3 separate regions of the Mus musculus genome follow, and all the other regions are linked to region 1. A link is a contact called in public HiChIP or PLAC-seq and promoter capture Hi-C data. All regions are on one chromosome and are shown on one strand. Each heading gives the region's core, a stretch centred on a gene start, on an enhancer-like site or on the middle of the called end of the contact. The rest is flanking DNA. Distances are from core to core; before and after follow the strand shown.

Region 1 (3,286 bases), core at 59-2,558:
CAAGACAGCAGAAGAGCACCAGCCCTCTGCACAATGCAGGCATTGGGCTAGAATCTTACCGTACTAAGCAGGGCCTCCTGCACCCGGAGGAGCTTCTTTATCCAGATACAACTCTGCTCTCTCTAGACAAATAAGTCATCAGACACCTGGTCTGCTTAGCGTCTGATGGCTGAAAGTGTTAGAGAAAGTCGTAGACTTTTATCACTGAGCAGATGGTCTCTTTCTGGGGTAAGGAACTTCGAAATCCTTCTCTCTAAGTGTCCTCTGGGGTGGCCAAGGGTGAGGGGCCTGGATGTCATCCTGAGATTTGCCAACTCAGACCCTGCCATCTGCCCAGCAAGACAACTGGATTTGAGGACATCAGCCACAGCTCAGCTTCCAGGGCAGTGTGGGGAACAAGGTGCAAGAGAGGGTCATGAACTTTGCAGTGAGACAAACCTGAGCTCACTTAGTAGCTTCTCTCTCTCTCTCTCTCTCTCTCTCTCTCTCTCTCTCTCTGTGTGTGTGTGTGTGTGTGTGTCTGTCTGTCTGTCTGTCTGTGTGTGTGTGTGTGTGCATGCATGTGTGTGTATATGTGTGCATGTGTGTGATCTCTCAGAGGCCTCATTTTCTTCTTCAGCCATCAAATGGATCCTACTTTATTAGATTAAGGGCGTTTTACAGTAATGCATGTAAAGCACACAGCACAGAACCCGAGCCTAGAAAACACTCCAAATCCTAAGCTATTGGTCCGTACACAGCTCAGCTGCCAAGCCCACTCCTGTGTCCAGGAATAAGCCTGAGTGCCTTTGTTTTGGAGAAAGGAGTCCAAGCTACCCTTTCTCCAAGATCACACAGTGATGAAGTCAGGACTGAGATGGATGCTGGAAGTTCCTCAGTCACACTTTATCCTATCAGATCATTTTACCTCCACCCCCCCCCCCAACCTTTGAGGAGTAAAGATTTTGCCACCATTCTTCTGCAAATTTTCCATGGAGAAAAAGCTTGTATTTCCTAAAGGGCTGTGACACACACACACACACACACACACACACACACACACACCAGGGGAGCCGCTGTGCACCACTGGAGCGGGAGAAATAAATCCTCTTCCAATCTGCTTCGATTCAGTCCAGAAACCAGGAAGCACCCCCTGCTCCAGCCCCCGCAGAGGCCATATGGGCCAGGACAAGGCAGGATTAAGTGTGCCTGCATGAGGGGGTGGAAAGGCAGCTGCTCTCATGACCAAGGGCTCCTATGTGCTCCAGAGCAGGAGGCTCCTCTACCTGCTGCAGCAGATGGAGAGTCTTCGCTGATTGGCTGCTCAGGGGGAAAACATCACCATCCATCTCTGGTCCCTAATGAAGGGTGGAAGCCTGGGACCCATCATCCTCGTCAGCACCACGGAGAGCTGCCGGATCCTGGGCTGAGCACACAGCTGCTCTCAGTCTGGCAGGAGGGAAGGGGGAGACAGAAACAGAATAAAATAAAGAGCGGAGAGAGTGAAAGGGAATGAGAGCAGAATGAAGGACTGAGACAGATAAGCCAAGAGATGCAGATACTGGGTCAGATAGAGCTAGAAGATGGCATACAGAAGAGAATGGGACAGAATTTAAATCCAGGCTAAACAATACAAATGTGAGCCAGCAAGTATCAAGTACTTTCTATGAGCTAGGGGCGGAGATACGTGTGTCCTGTGCACTGCATCTCTTGACCTTCACAAGTATGCTACAGAGGGTACTGAAATCATCCTGCCAACAGATACCTCCTGGCTGCACTCTGCAACAGAACTGGGCTTTACCTCCTGAAAGTACCTGCAGCTTTGGGATGTTAATGCTGAAATTGGCTTCAGCATCCCACATACACCTGCTTCTCACCACTGAAGCAAATTCTTTCTAAAAACTCAGGATCATCTTCTTCTAGTCTGCAGTCAAACCAGTCTTTAAAAAAATCAGGGTTTCCTTTCTCAGGCTCTTGGCACTTGCAGATCTCCTGCCTGGACCTCTATTCTCCATGTTGTTTTTGGAGCTCCAAAATATAATTCAGATCTGCAAGACCACTCTTCAAAGAGGATGTCCTTGTGTTCCAGGTGCCAGTAAAACACACACACACACACACACACACACACACACACATACACACACACACACACACACACACACACACCACTTTACATCTTCTTAGTTGAGTTTTTAATTCGCCTTGCTTTTTATCTCTCAGATAAGAGTCCTGTTCCAAATCATGAGTGTGGCTCTCTTTTCTTCATGCTTGTATTTCTGAATGAAAACACTTCATTAACATATACAAACAAAGTTTGAGTGAACAAATGCTTTTAGAACCAAGACACATTGTTTGGATTCTTACAAAGAGCCAGATGTTTTCAGCTGAGCAACCTGTGTCTCTCCACCAGGCCCCTACACCAGAGGTCTCACCGGGACACACTCAGTGGATGAGATCCGCTTTGGTCCCCATAATAAGTTATTACAGAACTCACCCAGTGGAGGGGGCACCAAATCTCCATTATACCACTCTCTCTGGAGAACAAGATGCTGTACTGCCTTGATCCTCTTTCCACAGGAGACTCTCATTCTGACAGTTCTAGGGAACTTTGGCAAATGAGGACTGTCAGTCGATTTGCCCTTGTGGAATTACTCACAAGTAAAGAGAGCAGCCAAGGGCAGCCCTACACCTGTAGGACAGCTGCAGCCAGCGACCATCCCCTAACCATTCTGACACTAAGCATCCACATCTTCCTCCTTGCTGCACACTATATGACATGTGTCAATCATGAAAGAGGAAGCATACTTCATGTTCATTTAACACCTAGTCCCTTCCCTTCACAGCTGCGAAGCAGGGCCACATTCATACTAGAGACAAAGGCCCCTGACTTGGACATGCCTGGAATCTCTCTCTCTCTCTCTCTCTCTCTCTCTCTCTCTCTCTCTCTCTCTCTCTCTCTCTCTCTCTCCCCCTGTCTCCCTGTGTTTTGAGTGTTATGAAACCTGACCTGGGTTCCTTAGGAGACTGGCATGTATAGGCAGACACCCCTCACTCTGGTTGTGCACAATCCCTTATGATTCTTTTCATCAAAGATTTGTCTCTTTTGTTCCATACTATGTTTTCTTTTTCCTTCAAAAGAACTCAACTTTTATGTTACCCCACAAGGGTCATAGCTGGGAATCCCACTAGTAGAAAAGTCAATTTTTCCCCTGTAGCTTATTTTGGTTGAGTTGCAAATCTAATAGAGATCGCTCTGCTGGGGACATAAGAACACATTGTAAAAATAAACTGTTGTCTTCAAGAAGTG
Region 2 (3,644 bases), core at 1,101-3,600, 650 kb before region 1:
AGCCAAGAGCAACAGCATGACTCCCCATGAGATGGTACTCTCCTCCAAGACCTTCCTGAGATCCAGTGTGGTAACTCAGCAGGTAGCAGCAAGACCACTCTACATCTGAGCCCCCAGGCAGAGACTAACTCAGAGAGTGAGGGAGGCTCAGTTTTCTGGATGCCAGCTCTGGATCCTACCTTAGTCCTATTCTTTCTCTTCCCTCCTCCATCTCAGTCTAACATACTTCAATGACAGGTCTGCTCATAACACTTAATTGCTCTGAGCCCTTCCATGGCTCCCAATAATCTACAGGGCTGAGTCCCAACCCTTGGATCTTCAACATGTGGCTGGGTCAAACAGCCTTGCTAGATTGTCTTTGCCTTGGCAAACCAGAACCCAGAAGTTGGAGCAAGGCCCGAGATAAGTTTTCATGAGTTGGGTGACCTTAGACAAACTGTCACATTTCATTGTTCTGAGCTATAGCGATGTTGAAAGCAATCTTAGGGCTCTTCCAAGTCAGAGCTAGACTTTGGCAAGGAGACCTCTCTGTGGAGTCGTCAGAGGCCTCTGCTCTCTCCCTACACCATCAGAATGCCAGCAAGATGCCAGGGGCCATTCCCCCTTCTCTTCTTAGAGGTCTGCTCATTCTCATAGCTTCTGTCCTGTCCAGGGGACACCTGCCCACATCTCCAGCTCCAGGTTTAAAGACCTAGGTGGGGTCAACATGATATCGTAACAGGTACATCTTCTTGCCACCAAACCAGGCAACTCGTGTGATCTCCAGAACCCACACGGTGGAGGGAGACCTTATTCCTTCTCTGACCTCCAGACAAGTACCACTGCATAAGCGCTCCTCCCATAGATAAATATTAAAACATTAAAAGAAGATATCTGCTCGAAGGCTCTTGGACACACCACACACAAACACCACCCCTCAAATCTGCCTTCTGAACCGCTCAGGAAGTTGCACCCTTTCTGCAAGCCCCGCTCCTCTGCCTTTTTCTACCAAATAGTTGACAGCTAAGGTGTAAGAGTGTGACTGGGAGACTTTAAATGGGGGTCAGCACACAGGATCACCTCTCTCACTATACTGACTGCTTAGCTTCACACTGGGGACTCTTCTCTTCAGCATCCACGCTGGACTCACTCACAGCATCCCACTGGCCCTGTGCCTACATACACCTCCCCTTTCCTGAGTGATCTTGGAAGAGTCACCTATTCTAGGAAGTCTTTATCCACTAAGCTTGAGACTGGTATCTCTTTATAGATAGCCATTTCCTGCAATTTTCTATCACAGGACATGGCAGGTCACCTTGCATGGGGAACACCAATTTCTTCCATGACTTTATTCACCTACTGATTTGTTGGGAAACTATTATGTGCCAGAATGACCGGGGTTCTGGGAAAATGGCAAGAACCTAATCAAACCCCAAGACCCCATGGAGTCTATATTCCTGGGGTCTCCCTGAGGATAGGGACAGTCAACACCAAGGACGCTTCTGTAAACAGACGGCTGGTGGTGTCATTGTTACCTGGGACATGGCACCCAAGGCGCTTTTGGCTGAGCGAGCTGCAGCCTGAAGACCTTGCTGCTCTGGCTCTGGACTTTCCAGGCGTTTCCAGGAGGGGCCGTTACCGAGGTTCAGGCTGACCGCTCTCAGAGGCAGCCTCCTTTGGAATTGTCTGCACAGGGAGCCCAAGGGACCGGTCTCCGGATGACCCCCAGCAGACCGGGTCACCTCCTTCTTCTCTAGCTGTTCCTCCTTTAGGAGTGATCGTCTGCGCACAGAGGTCCTCATGCCCTGCCACTGAGACGCCATGTGCTTGGTCCAGTTTCCGCTGCCCGCTAGATCCTGGGGAGGTCAAAAGGTCATCAAAGTACTCCCTGACCCCATTCCAAGGCTCCAGGGACCTTGGGAACTGGGAAAGAGATGAAGTGGAACCTCGCGGGGTAGGCCTGTTGGGCAATTGTGGATGCCAGAAAGATGACCAATGGCATCATGGTCAGCAGCTGCCTCCGTTGCAAGGCGGCAATTTGTCCGTCTTTCCATCCTAGCCTATTCCCCATAGGCTAAGTGGAGTGGCACACAGGTCACGGAGCCTCGGCGCTTACGCAGGGCACCAGCAGTATGCTGTTTTCACAAATTTTCCTCTCCGGAGCAGATTTAGCAATCCAGCCAAGGCCTCGGATCCGATGGGGCGTTTGCAACTCCTAGACATTCCCTTTGTCTTGTGGGTCCTATCCAGAGCTCCTGACCCGTTCCCCATTCAGAGCTCCCCGTGAGACCGTCCCCCACCCCCCTCCTTAAGCCCCTCGGTAACCCCGCATGCTCACCTCCCTGCTCGATACCCGGACCCGAAGATCAACACCCTCTCCTAGCCCACCGCAGCCGATTTGAAACTCCGCGCGGCCCCGCCCCGCCCCGGCGCTTGCAGCCCATTGGCCCTATCAGCCATCCACCACCGCCGCCCCGGATTTCGATTGGTCTTTTTCTCTCGTGACTGTAAATCCTGCTTTGGGATTGGCCTGGCCACGCCCATACATCGTTCGTAGACCCCCCACCTGGCTCGCCGCAGAGGGGTCCAGGTCGCCACCGGATCACTGTTACCGACCAGCCCGCCTCCCTACATCCCGGCTGCTTGGTCCCAGGCGACCGCGCCTAGTCCATCGTTCTCCCAAGCTCTCTTCTTCAAGCATGCAGGTCAGGGTGCAGGATGCTGCGGGGGTTCAGGTCACCGCCACCCAGGGCACGCGCCCCTTTCAGTCCTTCACCCCGCCTAACTTCTCTCCCACGATAAGTAGTTTTGTCAAAGCGATAGGCTGGGACTGCCGAGCTTTGCGATCCCTGGGAAGTTTTGTTTCAAATTCCCCGCGTAATTCTCTTCCTTCCTGCGAGATGGCCCTGCCCCTGTCTGTTCCTCAAACAAACACCCTGCTGGCGGCGCCCAAGAAAGCACATCTCAGAGGAGGGGACAGACTGTAGATCACCCTCTCCACAGTTAGGTCAGTTCCTCTGCCGGGTCTTGCTCTACGCATCTTTCAATCTTTCTTTCCTGTAGTCTGCCAGCAAGCTAAAAAAACAAAACAAGAAACAAAGACGACGACGACAAACAACAGCAACCCAGGCTGGGTCACTTTCTCCCATGCTTTCATTTTTATGGTTTTGACTTTTTTTAAAAAAAATATTTTTATTTTTAATTATATGTCTCTGTGCATGTAAATGCCTGTGGGGTGGCGTGGTGGCGACACAGAAGAGGAAGTCAGACCCTCTGGAGCTGGAGTTAGAGGTGGTTGGTTCTAACTGGCCACACTCAGCCTCCCCAAGATTGAAATCAAGGGGCCTGGCGTGCCACCACAATGGGGCCTTCTTATCGGTCCTCAAAAAAGAATTTCTCTTCTCCCTCCTCTCTCCTTTCCTCAGCCTGGAGTGAGACTCCTAGAGACTCTTCAGGCCTCTTCCTGGTGTCAGGATTGTCTGACCCTCTCCTGACCTCAGTGTTTACCTCCCAACCCCCTATAATAATAATGGTTGATTTGTGTGTAGCACTTGCAAACACTCCCTTTCTATCAGCAAGCCCAGTTTATCCCCAGTGCTCTGCAGCTCTGTGAGGTAGCTGGGGTGTGGAGAGACTGGCCGTACACTTCACTCACTAACTGTAGC
Region 3 (3,729 bases), core at 968-3,467, 750 kb before region 1:
AGGGAAGGCATAGAGGGGGAGCCAGGTAGCTTGCTTATAGAATGTGAGATGCTTTGCAAGTACCTATCTGCTTGGCACCTCACCTGTATGGTCCACCCACCCCTTCCCAAGGCCAGTAGTCTAGGATTTGGGATGGACAAACTCAGAGAGGAAAGTCTTAGGGGCTCCTATCACTAGTAAGCAGATATGTTTTCCTGGGTCTGTGTCCATGTGAATATGCACACAGATATTCATATACACATCTACTCATGTACATACATGCACACACACATACACACACACACACACACACACATACACACACATATATACACACACACATACACACACACACAGCTATGCCAGGAAACAGGACTGCTGTCAACCTGTGGTCACTGTTCCTGCTGAGAGCCACAACCTGGGGAGGTACTTAGGCCTAACTGTGTCCCTTCTGTGACAGGTTCATTATGTCTTCTGTAGTCAGTGGTGTCCACTGTCACTACTTATGGACCCACAGACCAGGTGGCCAAATGGAGACATTATACAAACTGCTAAGCTTCTGAAATTCCCAGAGCCTCAGGGAAGTGTAAGAAGGAGGAGACCCAGAGGGACAGAGCTCAGGCCTGAAATGGAATTCTGTAGGACAGTGAATTGTCTTAGCCTGTTTCCTCTGCATAAAGTGGGGTGACACAGTACACCCCAGAGGGTACATCCAGACTTAACAAAAGTTCACACAGAAAGCCACACAGACTGCAGTTCCAATATGGGGGAGCACTCCAGAGTTAGAGGTAGAAAGGTGGTATCCGTGCCCTCCCTGCTAGTAGCCAGTGGCCTGAGATGGTGAACAGCTTTGGATCCAGGACTTTGGGGCTTCTGAACTTCCATGTCTACAAGATGTGTTGCTGTCCCACTCTGGAGTCCTTGGGACTAAAGGGTTTTTTGAGAGGTGAGACAGTCATAGCTAAAACTAAGATGGAGAATCTTTGTCAAAGCATGCTAGCTAGCTGTCGTGAGTGAAGGCACGTTGTTCGGTCTGCACAGAGGACCCTAGGAAAGCCTGGTTTGGTAGATGAGGCATCAGAAAGCAGGGAGAGGTCCATGAGTAGGCGATACAGACTTCCTTTCGCTGAGGTGAAGAACTTTGTTGCTGCTAGCTCTGTGCAAAAGTTTCGGGAAGACTCTTGCCTGAGGCTGAGCCTTTGATAGACTAAAGAGGGAGTGTAAGGCTGATTAACCTGGATAGGCTGAAGGAGTCAAAGCCCAGAAATGGGTGTGTCCCGTAGAGGCCCCTTGTGTGCTTTGTTTCTATGGGGCAGTGGATGGGGCACTTAAGTCCTGGCTGGCCTAGGGGTGGAACTGTCTAGTGCCCAGTGTGGGTGCTTGGCTGCAGACTGTGGGAGAAAAACAGGCTTCAGGGAAGGCCCAACAGTCCTCTAAGGAGCCTAGCCCTCACCCTAACCGTCAGCAGGGAGGAAGTGGCCTCGCCTGGAACTGAGCTAGGGAGCCGACTGCTCTCTCCAGGACCCTACCTTCTAGGCCCCATCTAAAACGACTGACCATCTCCTGTGGATCCCCTGACTGCAGTGGGCAGAAACCACAATTTAAATGTCTCAGGAGGCCCGCTAATTAGAATGTCAGCACTTCTGTGAGAAAGTGTTAGGGGGACACACTGCTTTCTGCCAGGCTCCCCACAAACTCTGCTTAGCGTTTACTGGCAGGTGGGGTTTGCAGGTTTAACGGATCCTTTAGTGCTAAAGGACAAAAGCTTTCCTCTCTTGAGACTAGAGCAGATGCAGGCATCCAGCATCCCTGGAGTTGGGAGCTGATGGAGAAGTCCCCTCTCATCTCTGCGAGACTTCGTTCTAGGTTTCTCAGTCTCCTGGGTCCTGGTCTTCCTTGCTCTCCCTGTCCTCACAGACTCTAGCCAGCTCCGATTTCCTTGAATTTCTCTCTCTCCCAAGGGTGTTTCTGCCCTAGGAGCGCCTCTTTCTGGTGCCTTGTCTCAGGGTCACTGCGCCCCAGGCTCGCAGTCCATGTCTTCATCCCTGCCTGGCCCGCAGCGTCTCCGAGCTGTAATCCGGAGTCTGTCTACGTCTGTCTTTCAGCGAGGGTCGGGGTCTCAGTGGCCGCAATCAGTGGGCTGCGCCTCCCGCGCGCTGCGGTGGCCGCGCGGCTCCGGGCGGGGGTGCGGGCCCGCGGGGGCGGTGTCGGGCGCCTTCCGTCGTCAGTCCCTCCCCGGCGGCGCGGAGGGGGGGCGGCGCGGTCGCCGCTCGGCTCCTTTAAGGGAGCGGGAGGGAGCGGCGAGGCGGCGGCGGTTGCGGTGGAGGCGGCCGAGCGAGCGGGGCGGGGGCGCGGGGCGCGGCGCCCGGAGAGTCCGCTCCGGCCGAAGGCGCCGGGGCCCGGCCGGGAGCGAGCAGCGCCGGCAGCACAGCGGAGCCCGCCGCCCGGGACATGGCCAAGGCGGGCAGCGCAGGTGAGCGCGGCGCGGGGCGCTCGGCGGGTGGCGGGAGGGATCGCTCGGCCCAGGTGAGCCCCCCAACCAGGTGGGCGGAGGCACAGTGACCGCGGCGACCCGCCCGGACCCCGGGGCGTGCATAAGGGGCTCCGCGCGCCCTGCGTCCTTCCCGCGCCCCCAGTCACCTCGTGGGACACCGCATCCCGCTTGCCCCGCTGCACTGGGTCAGGTCCACGGCTCCTCAGTCCAGTCGGCAGTTCGGAGCTGTCGCTGCCCTCCGGGAGACCGGGGGAGTAGACCCCGGCACCGGAACCCAAAGGGGATGTCCCGCGGTCGCTGATCCATCCCACGCCCCAACAAACCAGGACGCGCCCCCTTGTCCTGTCACTCTCTATCTTGGATGCGACAGTCCCCCGCCCCTGCCACCAGCTGGGTTAAGAGACCCAGATTACTGGTCCCGTCGCTGGAGGGGTACACTATGGCTGGGGAGCCTCCCCGCCTCCCACCTGACCCAGAGGCAGAGCCTCAGGTGCCGGGCTAGGCAGGCGGGGCCTCTGTTGGGGTCCCATGGGCTCGGCTCTCCTGCAAGCTCAGAGCTGTAGCCCAAGGATCCCAGGGAGTAGGTGTTAGTCGTCCCTTCATTCATCCAGTCAGGCGTTCATTCACCAGCATCTGCTCTGATGTCAGGCCCTGTGAGTTGGTTAGGACCTGGAGGGGACCAGGTTTAGCCCCGGACTCCCCACTCTGTGCCCTGGACCCCTACAGTGCCCTAAAAGGCCAAGTTGAGGAAAGCCAGTGTTCATAGGGCTGGCCACAAATGGATGAGGCTGGTCTCAACAGTCCTGAGCTTGGGAGCTCTGGCGTGTGAGAATCTGCCATGAACTCACTCCCAGCCTGTGACGTTGGCAGGTGCCATGCCATCCCCGTGGGGCCTGGTGTGAACCCCACTTCTCCACCCATAGGCATGGCAAAGATGGAATGAACATGACCACCTGCCCGCACTCTAGATGTGAGTGCCATTGAACTGCCTGCGACCCTGGGACAGGTCCCAATCCTTGGCATGGACTGGCCTTGTGACTCAGGTGTGGCAGAGGAATCCTGTGAGGGAGAGGCTGTTTGTGTGAGACAGCATAAGCAAATGCATCTAAACACCCCCTTTCCCACTTCCCTCCCCTCCCCTCCCGAGGGAGGCACAGTGAGATGACACCAGGAGGCTGGAAAAGGCTCTCTGCTCCCTTCTTTCTCCTGCCTTGGTCCCTCCCCACCCCTGCTCTTCATAAAGGAAGAGCATGCGT

Evidence for each region. Promoter capture Hi-C pulls out the DNA fragments that hold promoters and counts their contacts. HiChIP or PLAC-seq counts read pairs in DNA pulled down with a chosen protein or histone mark.
Region 2: a contact with region 1 is called in an H3K4me3 HiChIP or PLAC-seq map of embryonic forebrain, with 7 times the contacts expected there. The contact joins the promoter of Pimreg here to the enhancer-like site in region 1. A contact is called at or near these places in 13 of 39 promoter capture datasets (the HPC-7 cell line, cranial neural crest, embryonic stem cells and 7 more), 6 of 115 datasets of contacts at active chromatin or transcription factors (embryonic basal ganglia, embryonic forebrain, forebrain and 3 more) and 1 of 9 other capture datasets (embryonic stem cells).
Region 3: a promoter capture Hi-C map of HPC-7-derived erythroid cells shows a contact between it and region 1, with 4 times the contacts expected there. The contact joins the promoter of Pitpnm3 here to the enhancer-like site in region 1. A contact is called at or near these places in 6 of 39 promoter capture datasets (the HPC-7 cell line, HPC-7-derived erythroid cells, cranial neural crest and 3 more), 1 of 115 datasets of contacts at active chromatin or transcription factors (embryonic hindbrain) and 1 of 9 other capture datasets (embryonic stem cells).

What each region holds. Positions count from the first base shown.
Region 1 is chr11:71,387,848-71,391,133 of GRCm38.p6, reverse strand. Gm33249 (a long non-coding RNA gene) reads right to left here. Exons shown (of 3, transcript XR_388798.2): 2 at 1,266-1,428. Among named protein-coding and RNA genes, the nearest start is that of Gm33249, 4.3 kb to the right of the region's middle. Within about 2 kb of position 1,308, at least 47 of the 459 cell types and tissues checked have an H3K27ac peak or open chromatin away from gene starts, as enhancers often do. A contact at or near this core is called in embryonic forebrain, hippocampal neurons, neural tube and 1 more, where this site is marked.
Region 2 is chr11:72,041,208-72,044,851 of GRCm38.p6, reverse strand. Pimreg (PICALM interacting mitotic regulator) reads right to left here and starts at 2,350. Exons shown (of 6, transcript NM_144526.3): 1 at 2,318-2,350; 2 at 1,515-1,835. The coding sequence starts at 1,802. It also overlaps a transcript of Aipl1 not described here.
Region 3 is chr11:72,134,377-72,138,105 of GRCm38.p6, reverse strand. Pitpnm3 (PITPNM family member 3) reads left to right here and starts at 2,217. Exons shown (of 20, transcript NM_001024927.2): 1 at 2,217-2,452. The coding sequence starts at 2,431.